Regions from separate parts of the Acanthopagrus latus genome. Here region 2 is linked to region 1. Evidence: chromatin contacts called from public Hi-C data. All regions are on one chromosome and are shown on one strand. The core of a region is the stretch at or near the end of the contact, and the rest is flanking DNA. Distances in the headings are between cores, read along the strand shown.

The links. Hi-C and Micro-C count contacts between places; a contact is called where the count stands out from the background.
Region 2: a contact with region 1 is called in a Hi-C map of muscle, with 4 times the contacts expected there. The contact joins the promoter of slc17a6b here to the promoter of lin7c in region 1. A contact is called at or near these places in 3 of 4 Hi-C or Micro-C datasets (liver and muscle).

What each region holds. Positions count from the first base shown.
Region 1 is chr4:18,644,823-18,651,474 of fAcaLat1.1, reverse strand. lin7c (protein lin-7 homolog C) reads left to right here and starts at 3,497. Exons shown (of 5, transcript XM_037095611.1): 1 at 3,497-3,701; 2 at 4,938-5,056; 3 at 5,190-5,261; 4 at 5,434-5,643; 5 at 6,632-6,652. The coding sequence starts at 3,665. bdnf (brain-derived neurotrophic factor) reads left to right here. Exons shown (of 2, transcript XM_037094321.1): 2 at 1-979. The coding sequence ends at 263.
Region 2 is chr4:19,018,569-19,026,136 of fAcaLat1.1, reverse strand. slc17a6b (vesicular glutamate transporter 2.1) reads left to right here and starts at 4,874. Exons shown (of 12, transcript XM_037095168.1): 1 at 4,874-5,755; 2 at 7,332-7,568. The coding sequence starts at 5,682. It overlaps ano5b (anoctamin-5b), which reads left to right. Exons shown (of 20, transcript XM_037095166.1): 19 at 399-504; 20 at 617-2,792. The coding sequence ends at 841.

The DNA.
Region 1 (6,652 bases), core at 2,248-4,747:
GGCAGACAGTTACCGTCATGGAAAAGGTCCCTGTCCCCAATGGCCAACTGAAGCAATACTTTTATGAGACCAAATGCAACCCCATGGGGTACACAAAGGAGGGCTGCAGAGGAATAGACAAGCGGCATTATAATTCCCAATGCAGGACAACCCAGTCCTACGTGCGAGCGCTTACCATGGATAGCAAAAAGAAGATCGGCTGGCGGTTTATAAGGATAGACACTTCATGTGTATGCACATTGACCATTAAAAGAGGGAGATAGTGTATAAAATGTATAGATTTTATTGAAGAGTTTAAAAAAGAGAATAAAGAGAAAATATCTATTTGTATATATACATAACAGGGTAAATTATTCCGTCAAATGAAAATTTTATGGACTGCATGTAAAAAAAGATGAAGTTTATACAGTAAAAGTGATACTACAGTCTATTTATTGAACATATTCATGACCTTGTAAACAATTAAAAAAAATCTGATCAGTCATTTGCGCCCAGTTTAAATTACTATATCACATTCCTCAAGACATTGTGATTTGTTTACGTTGCCAAGAATTAGAAAATGAAGGAAGAAAAAAAAGAAGAAGAAAACAGGCAAGGAAAGAGAGAGGACAGTTCCATCTTCAAAAGCTTGCATGCTGCTTCAATTGTGAATCGAGAAATTCTCCACTTACAAAAAAGGATATGATGCTGACCAAAAAAAAAAAAAAACATTCCGTTTACATATTCAGCAGAAAACAACTTTCCTCTCAAGTAATTTATCTGTTTACTGTTCTAAACTTCTCAAGGTAATGTTGGAATTACATACTATGTCAAGGTGCTGTTGTCAAAGCTTTGCTGTTTATTTTTTTATCCCCACCAGAGGACAAGATATATATAAAAAAAAAAATCTATATATATATATATATATAAAATTTATTCATTGACATGTTTCTGGGTTAATATTATTCATTTTGTATGTTGTGAAGTTGTTTGCAATATTAAACTGAAATATTTGAAGAAATAAAAATGACTATAGGCAACTGAAAAACCAAAATCAATGTCGGTAAAGTTTTAACAGTGCATTTCCAGGCAGGATAAACTTTATTATACAGGCAGGTAGGCAGGGAGGGAGGAAGGCGGGTACATTCACACACACACACACACACACACACACACACACACACACACACACACACACACACACACACACACACACACACATGCATACCCACACACACATGCATACCCACAAACATTGCCAAAAATTTTCAATATTGAACAACCATGATGATTAGCAATGAATGCAGTTATCTAACCTTGTCAGGCTGCAAGAAGATGATGCATTTCCAGTTGCAGCAGATGGGTGATACATGGTGGCAGTCTTACGGGTGGGGAAGGAGGCATATTCTTCAGATTTTGGCATTACCTGAACCACTTCCTTGCATTACTGAAACACAAACCTGCTGTCTGTCCTTTGATACTTTGGCATTTCTACACAGATCTTCACAGATTCACTCCAGCTTCACACGTGATATTTCACAATAAAAGCGCCTACACGTACAAGAGTAGACTAGCACAAGGCGGCCGTGGTTGTTCATGAGGCATGCCTGAGTTTGACACTGATGGATTCACCCACCCGTACGTTTGTGTACAATACACCCAACTTCTCAGTGCACTGTAATCCCACCTTCAAATCTTTCTCTTCTTTATGCAGTCGTACATTCTGTCATCAGAAAGAAACGTTTTGGTGTCAACATTCCCACCAGCAGACATGAACTCAGTGCATTACATAGTGACAACACCTTGCTTGCCAAGTTTAGATGCCACAGTTTAAGGTCGTAGCAGGATCACAATAAAACATGTGCACGCTGTCATCTTAATATCACGGAACATTTGCAGATTTACCCGTAATATAACGTCTTTCAGAAAGAGAAGACACTTCATCGGAACTTCACTGATATCTCATTTTGGTTCTACACTTGATCCCAACCACCTCATTTTACTTCCTCGTCATCAGCCAAAGGATAAGTGTGACTTCTGAAGAGAACCGGATGTGCCATTTCGAGATTTGGGGGGTGGAACAAAACCAACAAATGGCTGAGAAGAGAAGTCTAATGAACAGATGAAAGATGTTCCACTTTCTTCTTTACTCTTCAGAGGAGGCTGGTGAAGACGCTGTAAGTTATTTTTCTTTTACGGAAAAACAAATAGAGAGGGTCTTTAAGAGCGCCATCAGAGAGAAATTACAAGCAAACAAAAGGCAATGAATTTTCTTTTAAGAATTCAAGTTATTCCAGAAATTCGGACATTCTATTATCCTATGGGAAGAGAAGCAGCCGCTATGCCTTGCTCTTTATAGAAAATCCACCTTAAGAAAGAAGTGGTATGATACATTAAGATGTGTTCAACATGTCTGAGCACTAACACATCCTCAGCACTTAAGATAATGAATCAAACCCTCTCTCCTGGACTTGAGATGAGGTATTCTGTGCTGCACTATTTATCATGAGTAGAAGCTTCAGGCTATTTTTGTTTAACAAAGCACAAGAAATCCACCTCACGCATCCGGATCACTCAGTAATGCACAAAGTGGCTCTGAAATCACCAGCTGTCTTCAAGCCAAGTTGATATTTGCAGCTAAAGGCAAACCTACATTATCTTTTGTGGTCATAGATAATGCATGCAAACTGGTCTTACAGTGCGATGTAGGATTTCTATGAGTGAGATCTGTGGCTGTAGCATGAGGACAAAAAGAAAGGTGGGGGGGGGGAAATCAACATTTTTAAACAATGAATCGATAAAAAGGACAAAATGTGCTGCTTTGGGTGCTAAATTCAAGTCTGCTTTGCTTCTGGTCACGCCTCATTTTCGTGACGTCAGAGCAGGTGTATTACATCAGCTGTCAGAGGCAGACGCTTTGTGTTTCATTACCATCTGGGGTGTGGTCAGAAATGAATCATGCTTGAAAGTTTCAGCCCGCAGAGAGCAGTGCAGCAGCAGTTTTCTGCAGACTTGTCTGCTGGAGCCTCAACATGTGCTGCAGTAAACCAGTAGAGGGCAACAGAGAGCGGGAGAGAGAGAGAGTTCCTCCAGAGTGTCAGCGAAGAAGTCACAGAAGCTTCTGGCTGGTCCCTGGCTAGGTAAAGGTCCATGGATTACGGTCAACAGGACATTATTTGCATATGTGTAACAAGTCCTTGTGCAATAAGCATCAATGAATGCGATCAGTGCGGCTGATTAATGAATAACACAGTAATGCACAGATGTGCACTGATTCTGCTGACTGTGTGTTCATTAAGTTATAATGTGAAAGTGGGAACATTCAGCACAGAAGGCACATTTCAACAAAATATCTGGTAATTTATGGGTTACTTGGAAATGCATGATATATACAAAATGGTAAAAAGCACTGAATAGTTACAGAGGAGGCCTTCAGTGTTGTCCCACGATCAACCATTAACAACAGATTACGAGACGCTTGGTGGTCGGTGGCTCATCTACTTTACGAGAATCACGTGAACGCACCATGACACTGGCAGCTAGCCTAGCCGGCTAACTTGGCTAATCTGATTTATCGTCTCGGTTAAGCGCACGTAACGCTAGCACCGGATTACCAAATTCAGTTTTCCATATCTAGCGTTTAACGCAGTTTCTGTCTGACATTTACTAGCCGCCCATTTCAGGAATGGCATCGCTTGGGGAGCCTGTTCGGCTGGAAAGAGGTAAAGTTAATAGGCTAGCGTTAGCTTAGAAATATTTGTTGTGATACCAGGGAGACATTAACCTAGCTCAGCTAGCGTGAGCCAAACTGAGCTGCTGAATGTTTTTAACAGCATACCTTCTTGTTTAGTGGGCTAACAATGCACAAATTATATTTTGCGGATAGATAATGTGAATGACTTTGACCCTTTTGTCTGTATCCGTGGCACAGAGATGAATTAACGATAGTTCTTTCACGTCTACATTGTATTTCTCTTGGAATAAGCTAACTAGCTAATACAAGTAACAACATACAGTGATGGGTAAATCCAGCTTTTTTGTCAAATGTTCAACGTATGTTTGTATAAACAATTGAGGCTTTAATTCACTTTAATAGCGGCTTCATCACCAATAGCACCAATGCTGATACAGAGGAGATATTTGTTGCCGATTTTAATTCGGGCTTTGACTTCCTTTGAACAGGATGCTTAGCTCCTGCTGTGACTGTTAATACACAGTGGATATTACATAAGACCCATCTATGTAATGTTAATATGGGCAAGTAAATATATACATGAAACATTCTCTTCTTTATTGAGTATACTGAAATTTTGAATGCCGTTTAAAAGCCCTTATAAGCAGCAGTTGGCAGAGATTAGCACAGTAGTGAGCCCTCCGTGTAAGAACGAAATTAACTCAAAATGCAAAAACTGGAGGAAAATGGCTCACAAAAGTTTTTGCCATTTTCCACCAATTTCTTTGGTTGTTATGTCTTTTTGACATAACAGATAATGATGGTGACTAATGCAATTGCACGTAAAACATGAAGTTAATGATATGCTAACACTGAACTGTACTGAAGGTGATGTATGTGATTCAACACAATATGTCGCACTGATTCAGATGTCTTCATATTTCTTATTAATATGGGAGATAAATAGTGCAGTAAGCCAAGACAAGCATACCCACAGGGACAAAGTATGTATAATCAAAACAAGTCTAGGTCAATTAAATCTCAGACTAATACATGTTAAATGGCAGAAATTTGATTACAATTTTAACAACTAGTTTGTTATTTAAGACTTTTTTTGTGGTAACACTAAGAGTTTGTTTAACTAGTTCATATATTCTTGATTTTAGTTTCAGATCGGCGCTGATCGAGTACTGTCTTTCATACGGGGAACAGTCATTGCCTATGTGAATGCTTCCACTTGCAGCTATCAGTAAAACTCCTGGAGATGTATTTGTTCTTTTGACAGATATTAATCGTGCTGTTGAACTGCTTGATAAACTCCAGAGGACAGGGGAGGTGCCTCCGCAGAAGCTGCAGGCGCTGCAGAGGGTCTTACAGAGCGAGTTCTGTAACGCTGTCAGAGAAGTAAGACACTGTTCCTCTTAATACATATAAATATGAAATGGTATTAGTTCACTTTTCTGTTGTGTTTTGAAAACAGAGATTGCCTTGATTACTTTGTAGTCATGACCAACTATTATCTAATGATGTCTTTCAGGTTTATGAACATGTCTATGAAACAGTGGACATCAACAGCAGTCCTGAGGTCAGGGCCAACGCCACAGCTAAGGTTGGCCTCAAAGACCATCTAATACACAAGTATTTGACTTGTGCACATTTTTTTCTTTTCTCAGTTTTGGACGATTTGTTTTTGAAGTTGCTCAAGTTTAGCACTTCACAATGCCTGTTAAATACATTAAATCAAATATATTTGCAAAAGTTAAACACTGCTTTATTTATAGGCTACTGTGGCAGCTTTTGCAGCGAGTGAGGGACACTCGCATCCCCGCGTCGTGGAACTGCCCAAGACAGAAGAAGGTCTGGGTTTCAATATAATGGGTGGAAAGGAGCAAAACTCGCCGATCTACATCTCACGGATCATCCCAGGTGGCATCGCTGACCGACATGGAGGCCTGAAGAGAGGCGACCAGCTTCTCTCTGTTAATGGAGTGGTATGTTCAATTTGGAGAGTCTGTAAAACACTCTTCAGTCCGATGTACGTATTTTGATATAAACATAGGCATTCCCATACAGAGCGTAAAGCCAGAGAGGTGTTTGTGTAAACTTAGCTTCATTAACCACCAGCTGATAAAATAAGTGTATCCCACATTCACTACTTGTCAAGTCAGTTTTGTTTATATAGCCAAATATAACACATCTGAATCCTGTCATTCTGCTGTAGACAACACTTAAGATTTCAAACAGGTCAAACTGAACATAATCAGAATTCAGAAGAACTACAGCTTGAAGGTACCTTGTGTGGTTTTTGTCCTCAGTTTGTCAGAGAGGACACTCAAGCATGCGCCCCTGCATGTAGAGGGCAAACTCTTTGTTTTTTTTATGCTGTTCCTTTAATAACTGGTGGTTTTAGGATTGTCAAGATATAAATAAAGCAAAGCTAAGACAGAAGAAGACTGCTGCCATCCAAATATGGATCGAAATAATAGAAAGGAATATCCAGAATCTGAAAATGTTTAACAAGGGAAGAAGTGCGTACAACACGTTTATTAGGCCTCAGGGATACATCATGTACTTGGTCATAGTGGGAGTGTAAACATACATTTTCTATTTAAAAGAAATATAACTCCACAGGGTACCTTTTTTGAAGCCTCTTCACCACAGCTACAACATCCAGCAGTTGCTTATTGTGCTTAACTTGAAATTCCAGGATCAGCCAAAGACGATCATCCAATTGACTTTCTCATTAAAATGTCCAAATTACAATCTTTTTTATGGTAATTTGAACCACACTGCCAAAGCTTATGTTACGTTTATTGAATATCCAACAGAACTCATTGTTCCTTTCAGAGTTACTACATACCATGTGCTTAACAGTATATTTCTTTTTTGGTTAATAAACCTATAAAAACGGTAGCTTTAGTAATGGTTGTCGTAATGGTCGTGAGAAAATCTTACAGTACATTTCTTTGTTTTCCCCAGAGCGTGGAGGGTGAGCACCAT
Region 2 (7,568 bases), core at 3,625-6,124, 370 kb before region 1:
AGATGTTTTAAAGAAGAATTAGATAGATTGTTCTGACATTTCTGATCCTCTATTGTCTAAAACATGACTGAAAATTAATACTTTACTAATACTACATGTCAGCCATGTCAATGATATGTGGTTGTATTATATCAATGTTTAAAGAGGGTAAAAACTTAATTTCTGCAGATATTATAAGTCATTTATGGAAGTATGTTCTTCATCACTGGCCAGGAAAGTGTCACTTTTTATCTGAGGGAACACATTTAACAGTAGAACTTATATCACCTCCTAAGTTTGAGCTTCTGTTCTGTTCTGTGTTATTTCCTGATGTGTTCTGGTACCAGCGCATGTTGTTTAGTGATTAAGTTAATGAAACAGTGCTGATGGTACCCTTAGTTACCTGTTGTTCTGTACAGATACCGTGATTACCGTTACCCTCCCGGCCACGAGAATGAGTACGCTCACACCATGCAGTTCTGGCACATCCTGGCAGCCAAAATGGCTTTCATAATAATCATGGAGGTGAGAGAGCACACAGCTATTTCCCTTCTCGTTCCCGAAAGAGCAAACGCTTAGTATTAATGAAAAATGCTGATTGTTGTGGTCATTGTAATCGGTAATTCTTCCTCTGCAGCACGTGGTCTTCGTGGTGAAGTTCTTCGTGGCGTGGTTGATCCCGGACATCCCGTCAGACGTGAAGGCGCGGATCAAACGGGAGCGCTACCTGATACAAGGGGAACTGCATGACTACGAAGTGGAGCGGCTCAAAATGCAGCTGAGCGCCAGCTTCATCACGGAGCCACAGTCAGAAATGTCCTTGACGACGGACAAACACGAGGTGCTGTCCGAGTGCCTGTAGCTCCCTGCGTCACACCTCCGACTAACCAAGCCAGGGATGGATGCTGAGAACATCCACGTACAAGGGCTTCTGTCTTCGGGAGAGAAAATGAAGCTGTTATCTGCTCCGGCTGCATGGACTCCTATATTAGGGTCTGTGTTGAAAGCATGAGAAAAACGAGTCACTGCTTAAAATCAGCTTCATGAGCGAAGGAAAAAATCCTGTGCCATAAAAAGAAAATATATATATATATATATCAGAAGGTGCTGTGATGGAAAATAACAGCAGAAAGATTGTACCTGCAGCATTCCACGTGTGATGCCTTCAAACTCTCCTTTCATTATGGCTGAAAATGAGTCATCCCTGTACGTGCTGACAGAGTTAAAGATAGTGTTGTTGAACATGTGACATTAGGTGTAAGTACCCTTAAAAGAGTTGTTTATTATGATATCATCCATTGAGTTTTCTGCATGTGATTCTTCAGCTGTGATGTCTGACTGCTAACTGTGGTTAGAAAACTCATATCAGTTCAGCTGCAGATGTTGTTCGTCATGTGGGCTTTTTTTCTGTCATTTAACTATGAATGTAGAAAACACTCGCAGATTTTGAATATCTAGATATGAAACACATGTATATGTACTTACTCCTTTTATTAAAAGCATTTTCAAAAGGGTATCTACATAGCTGGGCTATAAGATTGGCAGTTTAGAAGAAGCTGTGCAAAAACTGTGCGTTTGAGAACCAAGTACCTCCATCATTCTGCGGTGGGATCAGAGAGTGTCGGCGGTGTTATTCCATGCGGCTGCAGGCTCACGTCTCATCCTCCAAAATGTTTCTCCAACTTGCTGTGGGACCAATTATACATTTTGTTTTTTATCAGAAGGAAAAGACAGATCCTCTGTTTCGATATAATCAGTTCGTGTGTGCGAGTTCAGGCCAATCATGAATCGCACACGGATAATAGACGGCCTGCGCGTCTGTTTCCGGATTCCACATCACTGCTGTCTCCGTATACTCCAGGCGTAAACAATCGCAAGCTTCATTTCAGAGAAAGCAGGACTGCCTGTACCCTGGTTGGAGATACGTGTGAGCAAGGGACTGAGTTAGAAGAATAACTCTAGCTGGTGACTAAGTTTTGCTGTAGATAGAGAAATATTGTTTCTTTTGTTTTCTATTCTGAAGGGTTTTAGTGCAATTAATTTATTGATCTGCTTCTGCTCTCTCTTGTGAAGCATGTGTGTCCAGAGCTACTTCATAGTCATCTTTTTTTTTATTATTATCAGTTTACTCGCATAACCTGACTTCTCTTTTTATACCAAGCAACACTTAATAAGTGACCATCAAGCAGTTTAAGTTTGGTCATTTCTAAAGTACATATTACGCTATGAATTACTACTTTCTAAGGGACCAGACAAGGAAAAAAAAACTTTGCTACTCGTTCTGCAGGAGACAAAGATTGCATTATATTCCTTCACAGTACAAAACTCATCCATCAGATGTCTTTTTGTAAACTCTAAAGACTAATATGCATTTACTCTTATCAGTGTTTTTATTGAAACCTCTTTGTTGTTAATGTAAATCTTGCATTTGTGATTCCAGTCAAAGACTAAGCCTGGCTTACTTCAATCTCAGGATTAAACATCTCCCCGTGTTTGTCAAGCAGTCTGCAGACGTCAGATGTGTGCAGCCGACCCCAACGGGTGCACGATGTATATCCCAACTAACTAATGCCTTAAACGTCTGTTTTTACATTTTGTATGATTTTCTAACAACAAAATTTCCAAACTGAATTCCGAATCTGTTTTGTATCATTTGTTGCTGCTGCTAGTCTCTGCAAAGTAGTTGCTCTTTCTGCTTTGACCCGCATGAATTCTAATGTAAAAAAAAAATGTCTGTCTGTTACATTCTAAGTTCACCGTAGCCTACTGTACAGAAACGCTGTTAATATTCACAAATAAATGAAGGAATAACAGTTTTGAGTGTGAGTGTTATTGGTTCATAGCCTGCGCAGCGGCACAAAAACACATGGCAGAGCCACAATGAATCTCTGATCTCTAATCCCTCTGATGGTTTGCTGTTTGTATACCAGGCATGTTTCCTCAGTCGGTGGCCAGATTGTCTTTGCTTTCCAGCCTAACCTGACACCTGTACCTCAACCGGTACCTGTGCCTGTCCTCCGACTTGCATCCCTCACCTCATAGCTACACTGATTCAAACTTCCCACCATGCCGGTAAACTTTAAATATCTGCATTTTTGTTTCAATAAATCACTGGACTCCTGTCATTCCTGTCAGATCCTGAAAAGGTCAAGAAACATGCCTTATAACCACCTTAAAGTTCCTCGATATGTTTTGGGACTAAGAAAAATACGCTGCCTTCGGATAATAATAAGGTTGGACAAACGAGGGGGAGAACACACGAGTTGTAGCTAAAAATAAGTTTGATATAGACAAACTAAATACAATGCAGCTAACGAAGGGGGAAGAGAGAGAGAACGACTGTCTGGCTCCGGCAGACCAGGTGAGCTGATTCTCCCTGATGACCTCACGCCACCCCTCACGCTTCAGCAGGGAGAGGCTTGATGACGAGGTCGACTGAAGAAAGTTCAATAAGCTTCTCACCAATTCTTAACAGCACATCGATTCATTTTTCCTCAGTGAAGAACTCACAATCCCCGAATATGTAAGTATCCGACTGATCACCAGGTGTCTCCAGAAGTCCATTTCTCGACATCCATTCTGTGGAGCGGTTTCTGTTTGAGTACCAAGGGGCCAGATTTGTACATTTCCTGTGTCTGAATTGTGAAGGTCACAGTTTAAATGTATTAAATACTTGCTTTTTAGTTTTTAAGTTTTAAAGTTTTATTAGTTCTGACAATTGAAATAGAATCATTGTGTACACAAAGGTGTGGGATAAAAACAGGAAAATGCTAATTTTCTTATGAGAGGAGGGCTGCCAGTCTGGCTCTCCTAAATTCCCTCTGGGCTCAAACTTTTTAATGAAATGAGTTTTTTCTGTGCCGATTGGTGAAATGAGCAAGGGGCCCCGATGGTTTAGTTAAAGGGGGCCACATTCTGCCTGCAGAAAAGGTCTGTCGAACAAACAACTTGTCCAAAATTTTCACGGAGACAAACCTCATGTCATGAAAGTGAGAACAGTCCTCTAGTCTCAAAATGTGTTCATTCACTCATCAACACACTTCCTTGAGCTTTAAGAGATATAAAACTCTGAACTCTTATATCAGACACGATTCAACAAAACAAACATGGGTGTAAAGAAGATAAATGACGAATATAACAAGCACAAATGAATCAGAATCAGCTCAGAATAATCACACATAGTGTAAAGAGAGCAGGGTGATGTACCACGTGTGACCACCAGGTGTCGCCCGACACCAACAAATGACAGGAGCACACGCTGATCTCTTTTCTCTTCTCTCTTTTGTCCTCTAACAACACACCTCACATCTCCACACCTGAAACTACTCATATCGCTATCATTATTATGATGTTATACTATTTTCAATTCTTATTAACTGGATTATATTAGTGGCTTTTAGCCTTTTATTTTTTGGGGGGCTTCAAAATCCTGTCTCAAGGTATCAGATGTGTCTTTGATTAAAATGTTAAATGTTGAAAAGAAAAATCCTTCCAGAATTGTGTTCACGCCTCTGTGGGGAAGATGTGGTGGGTGGGAGGGCGTTGGGTGGGGGGTGGAAATATGGGAGATGCTTAAATAATTGATGGATTCCTACGATGAGGAGGAGAGAGGAGCTCGTTGGAGGGGGAATCCACTCCTGCTCATTTGGTTTCCATAGCACCGCCCTCGGGAGACCTGCAGCTCTCATACTTGGGCTTCACTGCGCCTGGTTTTGTGTTTATTCCACACTTTTGAGCATTAATAAATAAATAAACACATGCAAACGAATACATTTTTTTAAAAAAAGATCACATAATTCAGACTACGACATAATGTAAAACCCTGTCCTCCCCTTTTCCTCCTCCTCCTTCATATGTTTTTATTAAACCACCAACAGAATCAGATTCGTGTGCGTATGTGTGTGTGTGTTTGTGTGTGTGTGTGTGTGTATTCTCATGTTTTATGTCGACTCCCGGCCTCCCAGTGAGTCGTGCGGAGCAGCTGGCCAGATGTTGCTGGACGCGGAGCTGCCGTCGCTGACCTCGGTGCTGAAACGCGACGTCAGATGAACCTGCGCTCACCACCACAGGAGACGCGATCCAGCCCCGCTCGATTCACCGAAGCCGCTCCAAACACACACACACACACGCACACACACTCACACACACACACACACACACAAAAACGCGCACTCCCGCTCCCTAAACTTTCAGGTTTGGGTTTTTTTCCCGTCCTGTTTATCCCCCTCCACTAATCCTTCCTATTCAATCGTCCTCTCTCTCTCTCTCTTTTTTTTTTTCTTCCTGCGCTGCTCCACGACGCCGGCCGTCGATTTCACCCCCTCCGCGTTAGTTTCCGTCGTGATGGCACTCGGCGCGGCTACTGTACGCCAGGCGGGAGATGAGCTGGGGGTGGACGAAGGCGCACAGCTCGTTTGAGTCTTTTATTTTTTCTACGCGGAGGTGTTTTCGTTTCCAGAATCTTTGATTGTGAAAAGTAGGCGCGGTTTTGTTTTGTTTTTTGATTTTTTTTTTTGTTGTTGTTAATTTATTATTATTTTTTTTCCTGGGACCGTCGCCTCCCCTGGACCGTAGATTCTGTCATAACTTGGTTTGTTGTTTTTCCTCTCAGCCGCTGCAGTCGGCCATCCTGCGCTGTGTAACATGAAGATCGAGCATTAAAGATAATCTCGAGAAACAAGGCCGACGCGTAGAAACTGGATATGGAGGCGGTGAAGATGAGAGCCACGGCGGGGGTGAAAGAATTTGCGGGGAAGGCCCTAGGTCATATGCACAGGTAAGGACACGCTTTATTTATTTATTTATCTATTTATGTGTTTGCCAATTGCCTCGTGTGGAAGTGTGACTGTGATGAATGGTCACCCGAAATTGAGCTACAACTTAAACAGGGATGATAGTCACGCCTCTGGATGGGAGAGGAAAATTATGCAATCAAATGTGTGTGTGTGTGTGTGTGTGTGTGTGTTGTCAGTCCGTCCTGATGCGGGGCCTGTGCGTGAATCTCATTAAACGGGACGTGCAGGCCCCCCACGCGCGTTTTTTTTTTTTTTTTTTTTTGAGGGGTGTGGGTTCATTCATAATTGATATAACGCATTGTATCATATTATCTTTAAAAGCAGTGACGCACGCGTCAGGGTGAACGTGCGGAATCAAATCAAACGCGTCGCCTCGAACATGGGGTTTCCTTGAGAGGTGGTGGTGATGGTGTCTGCACCTGCGATCGAATAAAGACGCATGTCTGCTATCTAGAGATGGATCCCTCGTGAATCTATCCGTCATGTGTTTTTGTGCGCAGTTATTTCCGATCTGAGAGAGAAATCCAATAAAAAAAAAAAGAAACAAAAAAGAAAAAACAAAACGAAAAACGAATGCGCATGTATCGCTGATGAGCTCAAGTTTGGTTTCCGATTATCCCCCCCCCCAAAAAAGAAACTGCAATCCATACATAAATATGTATTCATTGTATATATTTTTTAATTGGCTGCTGTTGAGCTGTTTGTTTGTTTGTTTGTTTGTTTTCTCAATTTGGATCATTTTTTTTGCACGCTGGATTTGGACACTCTGTTGTAGCTGTGGCTCTCCTGGAGGGGTCCGAGGAATGCCCACAGACGTGTTTCTGTCTGGAGGCTGGAGATGCTGCTCGGTCCCGTGAATGCTAATGAGTGTGAAAGCGAGCTGGGCTGCTGCTGCAATGCGGTACAGTCAGGGACACCAGCTCCACGGGTCCCACTGAATTATTACGTTCTTATCTTTTCCTCTCAAGAGGAAAACCAGGTGGATACATGTGTTTAAAAGGTGATGCCCATAATGTCTCACAGCTAGATGTGACGCTCCTTCAGCCTGACAGAGAGACTGATCTCCAGTGTGGAGGCCTCACACGTGTACAGATGGTTGGTTCTGGTGGTTGTGCATGACTCTCCTCCTTCATGTTCTTGACTGAAGTGACATGAAATCTCAGACAGGCACGCAAACCTCCCAAAACCTCCCACCCAGCACCCAGCCCAGAATTAATCCCTCATCCGGAAACAGAAAAAAAAACAAATAATAAAAAAAAACGGGCCTAATAAAATATGATGTGAAATATGATGTGAAATATTTCACATTTAAAGGTGCAATTTGTAGGAAAATGCGATTTCTGACTCTTATTCTCAACTCCTGAAATAATGACGCTTTGGGAAGGCGGCCTGTAGTTCCAAAGCGTCATTATTAGACGATTTGGGTATGAGGCCCAAGTATCAACTTTATCATACAGACAGCACCTTTGACGAGACATTTTAGATATTTTCAGTGTTGGTGTTTCCTTAGGCACACTTGCTATAGACACTGTCTTCCCCCCTGGCTGTTGTTAACAGGGTGATGGAGAAGAGGCAGAAGACGGGCGAGGTGATCGAGCTGACGGAGGACGGGCGGCCCCGGGAGGCCGCGGAGAAGAAGCCCCCGCTGTGCGACTGCAACTGCTGCGGTCTGCCCCGCCGCTACATCATCGCCATCCTGAGCGGCCTGGGCTTCTGCATCTCCTTCGGCATCCGGTGCAACCTGGGCGTGGCCATAGTGGGCATGGTCAACAACAGCACCATCCACCAGAACGG